Regions from separate parts of the Anser cygnoides genome. Here region 2 is linked to region 1. The links are chromatin contacts, called in public Hi-C maps. All regions are on one chromosome and are shown on one strand. The core of a region is the stretch at or near the end of the contact, and the rest is flanking DNA. Distances in the headings are between cores, read along the strand shown. Region 1 holds the start of MYC (MYC proto-oncogene, bHLH transcription factor). Region 2 has its middle 250 kb from the start of MYC.

Region 1 (7,502 bases), core at 239-2,738:
CGCCGCCAGGTAGAAGTTCTCCTCCTCCTCCTCGAAGTAGAAGTAGGGCTGCACCGAGTCGTAGTCGTAATCGTAGTTCTTGCTGGGGAAGCTGGCGCTGAGAGGCATCGCGGCGGCTGGTGCCTGCGGGAGGGGGGAAACAAGGGGGAGCCGGGGTGAGCCTCGGGGGTCGGCTCCCCCCTCCCCGCGACCCTAAAGGGGCGACCGCCCCCCAGCACGCAGCGCTCCCTCCCGGCTCCCCGCGCCGTGCCGACGGGCAAAAAAACCCCACGCAGTCGGTTTCAAAACAATGTTAAAAAATCATAATAAAATCCACGCTAATAATAATAAAAAAAGGTACGACCTCCCCTCACCCTCTCCCAAGTCGGAGGCGCGACTTGATCTACCGAGGGGGGCAGCTCCCGGTGCCGCCCCGACCACCCTCCCCGCGGCTCTCCCGGAGGGGGCTCCGGCAGCTCGGCAGCTCCGTGCAGCCCTGCTCGGCTCGGCACGGCTCGGCACGGCTCCCTCCCGCCGTCCCTCCGCAGCCGCCGCGTTCACACGGGGCACGGCTCCGGCACGAAGCCCCCTTCCTTCCCTCCCGGAGCCGCTCCGCCAGCCCGGGATCGGGGATCCGGGATCGGGGATCGAGCCGGGAAGGGAAGGAAGGGAAGGGCGAGCTGCGGGGAGCTCCCAGCACCCAGAGGGGCTGCTCCCCTGCCACGCACCTGGGCGTGCGGGCAACGCGCGGGGACGGGCAGGAACCTCGGCAAAGTTTGCCAGGTCTTGTCATATACACGCATATATATATAAAAATATAAATATATATATACGCACACATATACACGCATATATATATACATATATATATATATATGCCCATATATCCACGTATATATACCCATATATATGGATATAGGCAGAATGTGCAATAAGCATAACCTGCCCGTGCATACGCGGGAGAAGCAAATACTTCCCCTCCCCCGAAAAAAAAATAAATATATATAGATATTTGAAGAGCCGAGAGCAAGCGAAAGGATGGGGACGGCCGGTGCCCCAGCGCAGGGGAGCGTCCCCCGGGGGGGCACCGTCGGTGTCCCCGTCCTCGGAGCGCAGCCCCGGCGGTGCCGGGTGTCAGCAGCCCTGTCAGTCCAAGCCACGACCGCGGCGGATCGAGTGATGGGAAAAGCGGAGCCCCGCGACTCACCGGCTTCTCCAAGGCGCCAGCTGCGAAACGGAGCGAGGCAATTATTGCGGGCGGTGCGGGGACCAACAAAATAAGGAAAAAATAATAATATATATATATATAAAAAAAATTATAAAAAGAACCGCCGGATAGGACGGGGAAAAAAAAAAAAAAAAAAAAGACGAAACGCCGGGAGAACGTAGATCTCTTCCTCCCACCAAGGTTTAGAAAAAAAAAAAAAATAATAATTAAAAAAAAAAATCAAGGAGCAGCGGAGAGAAGGGGAATCAGATTGTACGGTCCAAGGCGGCGCGGCGCGCTCTGTCTGGTACAATAGAAGTTTAGTTGCTTTCCTCCTTTAAAGCGCCGGCGAGGGGCGGGCGACAGAGGTGCCGCGGGGCGGGGGCAGCACCGCGGGGCCCCGCTCACTCCCGCCGTGCGCGCCGCCGCCGCCCGCGCCCCCCTTCGGCAGCGGCCGCGCAGGGCTCCGCGCCTGGCCGCGGGGAGGGCGGCGCCGCGAGGGGGCGGCCGAGGAGCTCCGCGTATCCCCCCCCTTACCCCCAAGCCCCAACCCCCGGCCTTTAATTCCGCCGGGAGGTTTGGAAGGGCTGGGGGGGGGGGGGGGGGTGGAGGCGATGCAGCGCACCGCGGTGGTTTTTTTATTTTTTATTTTTTTTTTAAATTTTATTTTTAATTATTTTTTTTTCCACCCGTCTTACTACGAGCTGCGCAAGGAGAGGTCGGAAGTAAACATAGTAAAAAAAAAAAAAAATTACTAGGAGGGATTAAAAGGTTGCTCCTCTCCGTTTCCCTCCTTGCTCAGCGCACCCCGGCAGGGCACCCCGGGGGGGGGGGGGGGGGTTCAGCCCCTTTTTCCAACACCCCCCCACCTTCATGTAGGGGGGCTCCGGTGCGCATCCAGCCTCGTCGGGGGGGCTCCGACTCGGGCAGCCCCCGCCCCGGGTCGCCGCTTTCTTATCCCGCCTTTGCGGGAGGATTAAATGGAAGAAGGAGGCTGCGGGGGGGGGGGAGGGGGATGTGGGGGTGTTGGGGGGGGGCACAGCCCCGCGGGGGTCACCTTGCAGCCCGTTTTGTCACACCCCGGCTGTCCCCTGCCCACTCTCAGTCCCTTCCCCTTCCCGGGGTCCACCCCCCAGCTCCCGGTGCCCACCCCCGACGGGACGCCCCCATCTCGCTGCCCGGCCCCCCGGGACCGTTAGCTGCTACCCCCATCCCTCCCACCGCCGCACCTGCGGTTTCCCCGAGCCCCCCCCGTGCTGAGCCCTCACCCCCTGCTCCCTCCCCAAATCCCCCCAACCCCCCTAAACCTCCCCAGCGAAGCCCCTCCGCTCTCTGCACCACGGGACGTCCCCCCCCCCCCGCACCCCCGCACTTATCCCATCCCCGCTGGGATTTGTTTATTCCCATTTATTTATATATCCCCCTCCCCACTTTTAAAATTTTATTTCTTTATTTATTTGTTTATTTTATTAAAGCACAACCCCCGGGGCAGGATGCAAAGCTCAGGGCCGCTCCACGGAGCGGGAGGACCGAAGCTGGGGGGGGGGGGGGGGGGAGAAAGGACGGATGGGGAGGGGGGGCTCCACCCCACCCCCGGTGAGGCTCCCGCCGGCGCTGGGGGGCGGCCCCGCTTTCCCACGGCCGCCGCTGCTACCGTGGGGACATCGCGCCCCCTCCCGGCCGCTCCGCGCCCGCGGGAAGCAGCGCGAACCCCCCCCCTCCCTCCCCCCCCCCCGGCACCTGCGGCTCCCTCCCACCCCCCCGCAGCACCCCCCTCCCGGAATGAAAAATTAAAAAAAAAAAAAAAAAGAAAAGAAAAGAATGAGAAAATATTATTTTTAATTTTTAATTATTTTTCAATTTTTAATTATTTTATTACTTTATTTTATTATTTTTTTAATTTTTATTCTTATTATTTCAATGGGAAGCGACCATTTTTGCCGAGCAGCCTTTCAGCAAAGCACGACATCTACAACCATCCAAGTCCCCACCAAGCAAAAAGCCCCGAGCGCACTTTGGGGGCGCTTTCTGCCGTCCCGCCGCTGCTGTCGGGTAGCAAAGGAGGAGCGGATCCATGCAGAAAGGGTGAAGCAAGAGCCAAGAGCCACTGCGTAGTCATAACGGGGATGCTTCACCTAGTGACATTTTAAGAATCGGGTTTACCCTTGCTCCGAGATGGCTTAAAATACATCGTGCTATTTTTAAAAGCATCACTGTAGTAGAGCTCGCTGATGTGAATGGAAATAACGTGACTCAAGGCAGGCCTGAAGTCAGCCAGGAGGGTGCAAGATCCAAATTAATCTAGCTATTGGTGTAAAAGTTGGTATGGGTGCTTTTATCTAAGAACAGCAGCAGAAGAGTCTAAAACGCAGTGAATACCCTCAGAATTGTAAAAGCTGTCGAAATTCAGTCAGAGCTGGTAACAGCAGAAATATTTTGAAATGACTCCAGTACTGATAGGGTTGAAAATCATAATCCTGTTCGTGAAGCAATATAATCACACGCAGAGCAATTAACTGCAGTATCACAGAGGATTATGACTTGAAGTGAGGAATAAGTAACGTGAGCAGATGGACTCTTAAAATATCCCGTGCTCATATGAATGGGAAAACAGGAAAGGAGGACTGGAAGAAAAGTGCTATTGAAACAATACGGCCTCCAGAGGAAACGGTCTTTAAAATATTCTATAGGGTTTCTTCAGGTCTCACACAGACCCCAAGTTCGTTTTTTCTTGGGGAGCCAATGCCAGGACATCCCACAGCTGTTCTTACGTGGTGGTTTGCCCTGGTTTCTTACGTCCACCCCCATCTGTGAAAGAACACAGGGCAACATATGAAAACAATAAGTATAAATCTCCAGTGAAAAGGCCATTTTTGACAAAATAGCTGTTATATGGGAAGAAGAAATAAGCGAGAATTACATTAAGGAGACAACAGAATCAAAGGGAGCGTTTTGACACGGGTGGGGGGTCTGGTGATAAATAGAAGGGGGCAGGGGAAGCCTGGGTGGAATTTACGTGTGATGGCAGAGGGGGAACCTGTGAGAACCAGAAACGAAAGCAGAAACTGAGAGTGAAGTGGAGATGGTGGAAAAAACTCTCGCACCTCTCTGTGGCTGGAAACCCCTGAGACAATTCGTAATGTCACACGTGCCCGCGTCACCTGCTGCGTGCTGTATTTCCAGGGGACACCTGCAATCTACTTTACACTGGCCAAAAAGCCGTCTGAAAACTGGAGCTACCTCCAGAAGTCTCTGCTGAAATCTTCACTCGACATCTCCATGGCTTCGCAGGTTGCTGGTCTTCCACCGGAGAGTCTAACTAATACCTAACTAGGTATTAGTTGGTCAGAAAATCCTAACTCCTTGCGGAGAGGTTTACCCAAACAAGTGGTGCTTGCACTCCGAGCCATTAAGGCTGAGCATCCCCGCAGGGATCCTGGCTCCACAGCTGCCCTGAAGGACCAGTGCAAAAACCAGACCCACATTTCAGAGGCCAAAATAAATGGACTTGACTTATTAATAGAAAATGTTACTTTTTCATCTCTTTCAGCAGCTGTAATTTCTTTAACAATGGGAGGTGAGATGTGTGTAGGCAGAAGCTGACAGTGTTTCTGCAAGCTGTGCAGCATTGACTAAATTAATAACATCTTCCTAGCCCCCCCTCTTCCAGGCCCAGAAAAACTCGTGCTGGGTGCTGATGAGCACCTTCTCAGTGGATTTCCCCATCACGAAGGAGAAATGAGGGCATCTGGGGGGCCACTGTCACTTATCTGTGTACCGTGGTGAAATATGGAGTGCTGCATACACCTCCTATCTTAGCCACAGAGTGAACAACAGCACTGTGGGTCCCAGCATTGCCACCCCATCACTGTACCCCAGCCATGGGCTGCAGGTCTTGAGAACGACAATACCATCACAGCTCTGTGTCCGAGAGGGCTGGCAGCAAACGACGCAGCTCCTTCCCCTGCGCCAGGCTCCTTGTGATGTGCTGGCCGGAGAGCCTCGACACGGGATAGTGCTGCCCGCTTATTGCCGTGCATAGATGGGAAGAGCAGAAAACTGAATGATGAAAAGGGCTGCAGACAGACGGTGCTACGCTGATGTTAAGTTACTCCCTCAGAACTGAAATGAGGACCGTAGCCCTCACAGAAACCCACTGAAACCCCAGAAAATAAGTTTTGTCACCAAGAGAATTAGCACAGAACCTGAACTGCTCTTCTGACTTGGGCTGAGTACAGCAGGCTTCAACTCAGACCAAAGGAGATTTGAAACTGCCCTGCCCAGGATCTAGCATTAGGAGGTTCCTTTTCCTTTCCCTTTTCCTTTTCTTTTTCCCTTTCCCTTTCCTTTTCATTTTCCCTTTCCCTTTCCTTTTCATTTTCCCTTTCCCTTTTCTCTTCTCCTCTTCCTTCTTCTCTTTTCCTTTTCCTTTTTTCATTTTCCATTTCTCTTTCTTTCTTTCTTTGTCTGTCTTTCTTAAAACCAAGCCCTTTAGATGCTTCATAGTTGTCTTTTTTTTTTTAATTGACAGTGCGTATGAAATCAAGTCGTTAGTGAAACCAGGATATTAACTGGTTTTAAAGGAGGTCTGGCATACATGCATGTATTTGTATATATTTTTTCTGCTTTATCTTTACTCTGTGTAATTGTAAAATTGAAAGTCGCATCAGGAGCAAAACACGGGAAAACATCTTCAACTAATTTTGAATACAGAGAGAACAAAATCATTTTCACCAGCTTTGGTCTTTCCACCACATGAAGTCTTTTACCTCTTTTTGCTTCAGGATAAAATTACCACAGCTGTTAATTTAACTTTGTTTACAGACAGTTTCCCTTTGCAGTCCTTTCAAACCATCGCAGTTAGTTGGATACCAAATATTAAGCTGTTTTCAAACAGGGCAGCCCTTAATTAGTTTATTCTTAACTACACAAAACTATTCAGATGTGTACACAACTATTCACAATTCCAATACCAGCTATGTAACGCTAAATATTTTTGGTGTTTAAATACTGTACCTGTAAATTAATTTAAGTCCCATTGAAACAACCCCCTAAATATGAGTAGGGTTTGAATTAGCCCTTCCTACACAGACGAACATTTTTGACAGGAATGGCTGGGAGGAACCAAGTCGACACCAGCAGTTTTGGCATTCCTTGATAAGAGATTTTTGCCCAGCTGTGGATTAAGGGCGAATTACAGGAAATCTGCGCTGATTTAAGTGTATGATAAATGAAAAGATCTTCAAGGCTCTTGTGAAAGATAAACAGTTATTTTTGAAAGCCTGGTTAATTTAAATTTCTCTCCTAACAGAAAAAGAAAAGCTATTTACGAACAATTGGCCCCGAAAGCCCCTCCGTGGCCTCTGCATTCTCTGAATTTTCTGTTGCAATTATCAGATTGTCAAGACATCACAGCTCTGCTTGATTAAGCCCTCTTTAAAGCATTAGGGCTATTTGCAACTCCTTAGTGATCCTTTCAGGTACCCACACTGTCAAGACTTTCTTCAATTTTCAAAGCCTTGATCGTTAGAGCTGGATGTGATCCCAGCCTCCCCCCTAGGGGAGCACCAGCCCTTCCACCTAACCGGCCAAGGAAGCGTTCCCTTCAAGGAAATTTTCTTGAATGAAGTCCCCGATCAGGGCTGAATGCCATCTGGGAGGCAGCAGGAGTGAATCTTTCTCCGTCCCCATGTTTGTAGATGCTGGGGCATCTGCAGAGCCTGCAGATCCATGCAGACCTGCAGTGGGAAGGAGCTCTAGAGCACAGCTGGAAGGCAGGAAAGGTTTGAACGCTATTAGGCAGCTTTTGTACTAATGTCCAAGAAAAATAAACAGCCCCTCCTCTAGCAACTTCCTTGCAGATTTGGTATGAGAGCAGAGGAGCGCCAACCTCACTGCAGTTCTCATGGCATGTCCTGTGGAGGCACAGCTTCAGAAATATCTGACTGTATCAGATATTATCTGGAGGAAGGAATGTGTCAGCTGACAGTGAGGCTGGAAACTATTGAAACTATTGTCAGCTGGGCCATTATTATAATTATCTCGTCTCTTCGAGAATTAATATCCAACTAGCTTGTCCCTTCTACAAACAGGTGAGAGTATATAACCCTTCCAGGAATAATGTAGCTCATTGCAAAATACCTGCTTTAGAGATGAGGCATCTGATTGCCACCAAATTAACAGGTTCAGCCACAGAGAAACATTCTGGGAAAGAAAGTAGGCCTGTGGAGAGAGAATCAGTAGAAAACGCAGATACGTATGTGCTGTGGAAAACATTGGGCACTGAAGATGTTACTGGTCTTGTTCCAGCTCTTAG
Region 2 (6,794 bases), core at 2,872-5,371, 250 kb before region 1:
TCTATGGAAATCTGTAGGCAGAGGTGCCCAGCCATGGATCATTTTTATGTTGATTCAGCAATATGGAAACTATTTCTGTCTTCGTTCAAGGGATTCAGATATATATATTTTTTTAACATCTTTAAGTGCAGAGCTGAAAAGTAGGTCAGGTAGAATAAGTGTAGCAAGACAGGCTGCTCCTGGGGAGGTGGAAAGTTCAGCTATTATAAGTACAGTCATGACAAGTTTAGATTTGGCATTCACTGATCAGGATCTCTCAAACGTCTAATAACTTCAACCTTCTCCTTAAAGGACAGTATGGCTGTGTTTCTCCTTAAAACATTTTGTGAAATTAACAGTAGAAAGGGAAGGATGTATTTTTAAGGGCTGGATATTCCATTAAATAAGCAATTCCAAGGTACTTAGGACAGCATAATACAGTAGCTTCAGAAATTACACTTAACATTACATAGTCAGTTATAGGGTAATTCTTTTTTAACCACAGTGTGTTAATGAGAGGAATCTGATTAACAATGAACTTAACAACTGTGTGTGACATGATCCATGCCTATGAAGATGTATTAATGTAATGTAATGAAACATTTTCAAATCATAACCTTATTTATTATGTAAAAATGACCTAAATTTAATTTTCATTCAATAAAAAAAAAAAGCAATAGTGCTGTTATTTGCTATTTTGCTAACAGCATAGCTACCATCATTCAGAGGGATCTCAATAAAAAAATAATTATAATAAAACCATAATTTTAAAGCTGGCTCTTTAATATTCATACCAACAAAGCTGGAAATCTTGTACAATTTATAATACAAGGATAGCTACAAAAGCCAATTCAAACTCCAAATTCTAACCATAACAATTACAAGCCTGACCAGTTGAAAGTTAATGGATGTTAACATAGAGTCTGTTCATATATTTCTGCAGTCTTCATACCAGACCCCCTTCCAACATGTAGAGAGACACATGCATCCAACTCAGCTATCACTCACAGCACAGATCAACTCCAGCAAGGCAGACACAGCCTGATGTTCCCACTATAATATACCACTATAATATACTATTACCACCAAGATCAACAATAGGAGGAAAGTTGATTAGTGGGACACTAACACTAAATTTTGAAGATGTCAATTCTTTCCCCTCCTGAGTCACAAGCTCTGCATCATGGAACATCTGTATTTAAAACTTCATGTTCCCCTTCCCACTGGGGAAGGGAGGAGGAACAAACAAGATGCTCAGGTGCACCGGTGATGAGGGTCACACAAACACGCTCAGCGATTCAATTCTTTTTGTTACCACCATAAGTCTCTTTCAACTTTCGTGTACTTTTTACCAGAGTGCTAACTAGAGTGTTGATCTACAAGTTTTGGGTGGCCTCAAAACAATCTAACAATTCATTTGAAATATATCAACCTGTCTACTATGTGTACTAAAAGTCTGTAAAATTCCTGGTGATTTTTTTTTCTCTCTTTTCCACAAATCCCAAAAGCCTGTCATGTTTAAAGGAGAGCCAAAGAGATTCTTCTTTAAACGGGTTTCAGCCTGTTGTGTGAACTCTCTGCTAGTGCCACCATGCTACTGAAAACCCTTGTCCGATGACCTACCACTAGATCCAGCTTACATGCCACCACTCACTTCCCTGAAGCACAAAGACAGCATAGTATTGGTAGCACTTCATTTTGGTTATGCTCAAGCCAGGTTAAGTTTCAGAGATAAAAAAAAAACAAACTTTCAATCTCACTTACATGTCTGCATTATACACAGCTTGCTGTGATGCTCAGAGCCATGAGACTCCCTTGGGAACAGACTTTTCATGCAAATTTCCCCACACGTGCACTGCTTGCAAAGGAAACATAGAAATATGATAAATTGTGCAGTTAGTAAAATTACCAAGGTTTTTTAGAATTATTTGGTCATTGCTTTGCACGTTCTGGGATCAATAGCTGGGTAAAGTGAAAGTAAAATACTTTTCCAATTAGATAGGCTACATTTTTCACTTCACAGTCACACTGGCATCATTAACTGTTACACTTCATATTCTTCATATTTTCTAGTGTACATTAATAATAATCGGATATTTTGAGTTCCTTTTCACAAGGAAAATATGACACATCTCTCCTACAGCCATCAAAACTTTTGTGAGATACCATAATTTTTGGAATTTCCTAGTTTTTCAATGCTTCATCTCACATGCGTCAGGCAGTGCAAATACTGGGGGATTTTAAGGGTGACACGAGGTGACAGGGTTCTGCTTTTGTTTTGGCCTCTTCTTTTGAGGTGAAGATTTGTTAATTCTTGTTTTGCATATAAGTTTGTAAGTATTTTTAAGCACAGAATAAGGAAACAAGAAAATCTAGCACAGTGTCTACATTCTATTTCTTCTGAGTTTCTAAAAATGTTATTCTGTACTAACGCAGTGGGTAGGCTTCTCTCTGTGGGTTTCTCCAGCTCTCACCTGGAATCCTTCATACATGGAGAGTCTTACTTCCTTTCCTTTAAAGATTTTTTTTCCTTTAGCCTACGATGTCATTTGACTTTCCCGCTTTTTTGTTCCTCTTTGAAATGATCAGCATAGCAATAAGCCACGCACACAAGTCACCGCACACACATTTAGAGTTCAGTGGAGCTCTCATGAAACAGCAGTGAAGCTCACATGCTATAAATGTGTGCTGTGCTCTAATTCAGTGGGGCATCACATGCACAGGCCCATATTTATCCATCTAAAGCTGTGTTAAAACAGCATGTAAAATCCAGTCCTTTCACAGAAAAGTGGAAGTGTTTACTGTCTTTGTGCCCTGTCCCTTAGTCGCCCCGTCGTTTCATCTGCAAGCAGCATTTGAACGGGTCAGTTTTGTACAAGAGCAAAACCAAAGCTGAGCCAGGCCAAAGTAAATGTCCTTACAGAGACTTAGGAGATATCGAGGTTCTTCAGGGCTAGTATTCAGCTCACAAGATTTAATATCTAATGAAAACTTGGTCAGAATGATTTTATAGAAAAGCCTTCTATTCTTCACTTCATTTTGCTCATACACTAGGGATGTCCACTCCATGAGATCAACAATACAGACACACCTGAATCATTAGAAACATCATGCAGCATTTACCTGTTCATGGGTAAAATTAGTTCCCAAAACATATTAGGCTTGATATAGAAGACATTTACAACCAGATACAGTGTAATTAAGACATATACATTCACTCCATTCCTGGGGCAGTTGAGGTTGCCACTGAGTTGTACCCCACCAAGTAGATATGCTGGCTAAATCTTTACACATTCCTGTCTCACTCCAAGGGCAAAAATGTCCAGAAGTATTGAGCAGGAGTTTCCAAAATCAGTTTACAACTGGCGGGATGTGAGTTGCTCTGAGCTGCACTGCAGCATGGTCCAAAACCAGGAGATGCCACAACAATACCACCTGTGCCTGGCAGCAGAATTTGGAAACCTCTAGATTACAGACACTGGAAATAGGCTTATCTTCTTGTCAAGTCCCATCTCAGCAAATTTGATGCCAAGACAGGAATGCCTCTAATAGCTGTAGGCTTAGGTACAAAAGAGGGTCTTTCTGAACAACGTCTCAGTACCGTCTTTCTTGGGGAACTGTAGGCTTCTTTTTTTTCAAGCAAGGTATTAGGATTTTTGGAGTAAAATTTGGTCTGGGATTTTTTTTGTTGTTGTTTTGCATGTGTATGTGTGTGTGTGTGTGTGTGTTTAGGCCACTGGTAGCATGTGATTTCATTAGACATGTGAGTAAAATTGTGAGTTTTGTGTCTTCCTCCTGTGAACTCCCCTCCCACCTACCCCACTGCTTCCGAGAAAGAGAAGCTGAAAATGGCTACTCGAGATTTTCCTTTCTGTCGAACTGAAAATGAGAGAAAAGCTAAGACTTTCTGAGTGCAGCTGTACTTTCCCAATCAATAACAACTGATCAAGAGCCTGAAAAGCTCTGCACACAGCTACAGTCTTGCATTTCCTGTCAGTGCCTGAGATGAAACCTTCCATTGCCTAGTGCGATGATTCATTTCCAAAACTTCAGTTAAGTTATCACAACGGCAGGTGACCTCTGATTTTCACCCATGTCTTTTCCCCACCCTTGCTTTCTTTTATTCTGTTTCAATTAAAATGTGAGTCATTGTGACGGAATTTTGGCAGAGTCCATTAAACCTTGATCTTCTTCCTCCCCAAACCCTGTTCCTAATACATCTGTCACAAACAGGTGTTTTAAGTCTTGTTTGGTGTTGTGATTTTATTCGATATGCCTGTAGCTTCCACAAGCTGAATTCAGAAGGGCTCTGTGTGCCATGTGGTGTACAAATATAAAAAGACCTTCCCCCAAGTGCTACATTTTAAAAAATTCATCCAGGACCGTTACTCCTTCTCTCTTTATTTCTTTCTGTTTCTCAAGCTATTTCTGGGGATCTCATGAAAACAGTAACCTGGCTGCACATTTGCCTTTTGCTATCACTAAAGAAAACTGGATTGTTTTATTGGAGATGTTAGAACTACTCTAGATTTACATTCTGGGCAACGGACAGCAGGACATCACCACCCCACCCAACCCCCTTCTTTCACTCTTCAAAAGTCAGTCATAATGAAATGCTGTGATAGGTGCAATAGAAAAGTCCTTTGAGGTTAGAGATCCAATAAACCTTTTTTTTTTTTTTTTTTTTTTTTATTTCATGTGATATTACCTGCTCTAAGAGATTTTTAATTACTAATTATCTACGCTGCTCATTTGTTATGTTATATTCATTCCTGTTTTCTGCTGGGATTTCAGCATCTGTTAGAGAGGAAATCTTGGAAAAAGGCCAAAAAAAAAATGCAGCAGGAGGTGTCAGCAATGTTCTTTTCATGTCAGAACTGGACTTCTGCCCCCATTTGACGGTAGCTACTCCAGCATCATACTGTCTTGGACCACATCCTGGGAATGTGCTCATCAGAGCCTGGAAGTCCTAACAGTGTACTGCAGTGCAGTACGACAAAGGCAAAATTCAAGTGTCTAAGTGAAAAGGAAAATTTAAAGAAAAAAAAAAGGAAAGAAAAAAGCATTTTCTTATAAATTGTCCTATCTAATGAAGACACTACCAGGAAACCCTTAACTCAAGCAGCACCCTTGGGTGGACTCATAAAAAGAACCTACCACTTTCCCTATCAAAAATTATCTTCACTTCAAGAGATAGTAGGCAACAACCTGGCATACAGACAGCCACATTCTCATTGTGGAGCTAATTGATGCAAATGGCTCCAGGGTACTTTGCACCTGAAAATCTCAAGAGGATCTTCGCTGTCCTCATCCTCCTGGATATGCCTCTGTTAAAGAAATATGCTACCTTCATAAAACTTTCCCAGAAAGGAGAATCTAAACCACAATGAGAATTTAGCACCAAACACTAGTACTCAGTATTTGAAAATTGAAGGTAGGTAACTTTATCTTTAGTCTCTTAGACACCTAATAATAGGTTTTCCCGCATAAAAGGGTAAATGATCCTGTGTATCAGAGGTTATACCTCCACTTCAGAATTAACTCAGAAGAAGCTGTTGTCTCTTCCTTCTTCTGGTTCATAGAGAGACTCAAATCTGGGTGTGTGTTTTCCATTCACAGCAGGATTACTGACTGAAGCTCAGGATTTGTTTTCAGAAGTACTGTTAATCTCATTTCTGAGGAAGTCGTCACTGCATTTGAATGCTGAGTTCCCCAACACTTTCCCACAGCTCTGTGAACCCAAAAAAATCACTGCAGTTTGCATACATTGACCTGGCTGGGATATATCTGCACTATCATCTCACTCTCGGTCTCACCCTTGGTCTTGATTCCCTGATCCTCTTTTTTGCATAAACATGAATTCATACCCATGATATTTTTGGAGTGTACTAGGTAGCTACTCTGAAACAAACCCAAAGTGTTTTGTCTTAGATATTCTACTCTGGAAATATCTCCCAGCAGAGAGTATGGACAAGAATGTACCAGGATTGTTTTGTTCTGTTCTGCAGAGTCCTCCAGCATCTTCCCTTCAGGCTTTGAATACCCAGGTACCTCAGTTTTTTCATGACTTTTATAAAGGACCAAAATATAGAATCTCAGCTTCATGATAAAAAACCAGTCAGCACAGCTACACTGCTGTCACGGAGACTAGCCTGCCTAGTGGGGATGCAACCACTGCTGGATACATTCATCAGGGTAGATGTAACCAGAGTAGCCCTGTTTAGTGCAGTAAAAAGAATTATAGGACATTGCATTGATGGGTTCAATGACACACACAAACTCATGCAATCCCATGGTAAAAATGATGAGTGTGGAATATGGCCAAGGTTTGCTAATTTGAGGTTAGATCCATGATGAATTCACCCACATTTTTGCAACAAAGGCCTGTGATTGGTAATGGTCCTACTAAAGTATTCATTGGCCCCCAAATTGAAACTCTGTCATGAGTAAAAGTATGACAGATTCCTCAGATTATGATTTTGCTGAAGAGAAAGGCCAGTGGCACACCCTCATGAATCAGAGTTTTTATGACACTGTTCTTCACCTGTGAAGTTTTGTCTGGTGAGTTATATAGACCGTGAACTTTGCAGACAGCAGCAGCCAGGGAGGTCTATTACATGGATAATTGAACCTAGTCTTGGTTTGAATGTGGATTTCCTTCCTGGATGCTCTTACACTCAAGGAGTGTATGCATTGTGGCTTGATTAACACTTGGAGACTAACCTTAATTGAAGACCTCCTACCTGCAATGAAAACAAAAACATCAACAGCTGTCAATCTATACTACTTGAAAAATAAGCTACCTGCTAGGCTGT

The links. A called contact is a pair of places that touch in the nucleus more often than the background predicts.
Region 2: a Hi-C map of liver shows a contact between it and region 1, with 2.4 times the contacts expected there. The contact joins the enhancer-like site here to the promoter of MYC in region 1. A contact is called at or near these places in 3 of 7 Hi-C or Micro-C datasets (granulosa cells and liver).

Annotation. Positions count from the first base shown.
Region 1 is chr2:153,165,414-153,172,915 of Taihu_goose_T2T_genome, reverse strand. MYC (MYC proto-oncogene, bHLH transcription factor) reads right to left here and starts at 1,488. Exons shown (of 3, transcript XM_066990741.1): 1 at 1,187-1,488; 2 at 1-123. The coding sequence starts at 108.
Region 2 is chr2:153,422,663-153,429,456 of Taihu_goose_T2T_genome, reverse strand. No RefSeq gene overlaps it. Among named protein-coding and RNA genes, the nearest start is that of MYC, 250 kb to the right of the region's middle. Within about 2 kb of position 4,121, at least 1 of the 3 cell types and tissues checked has open chromatin away from gene starts, as enhancers often do.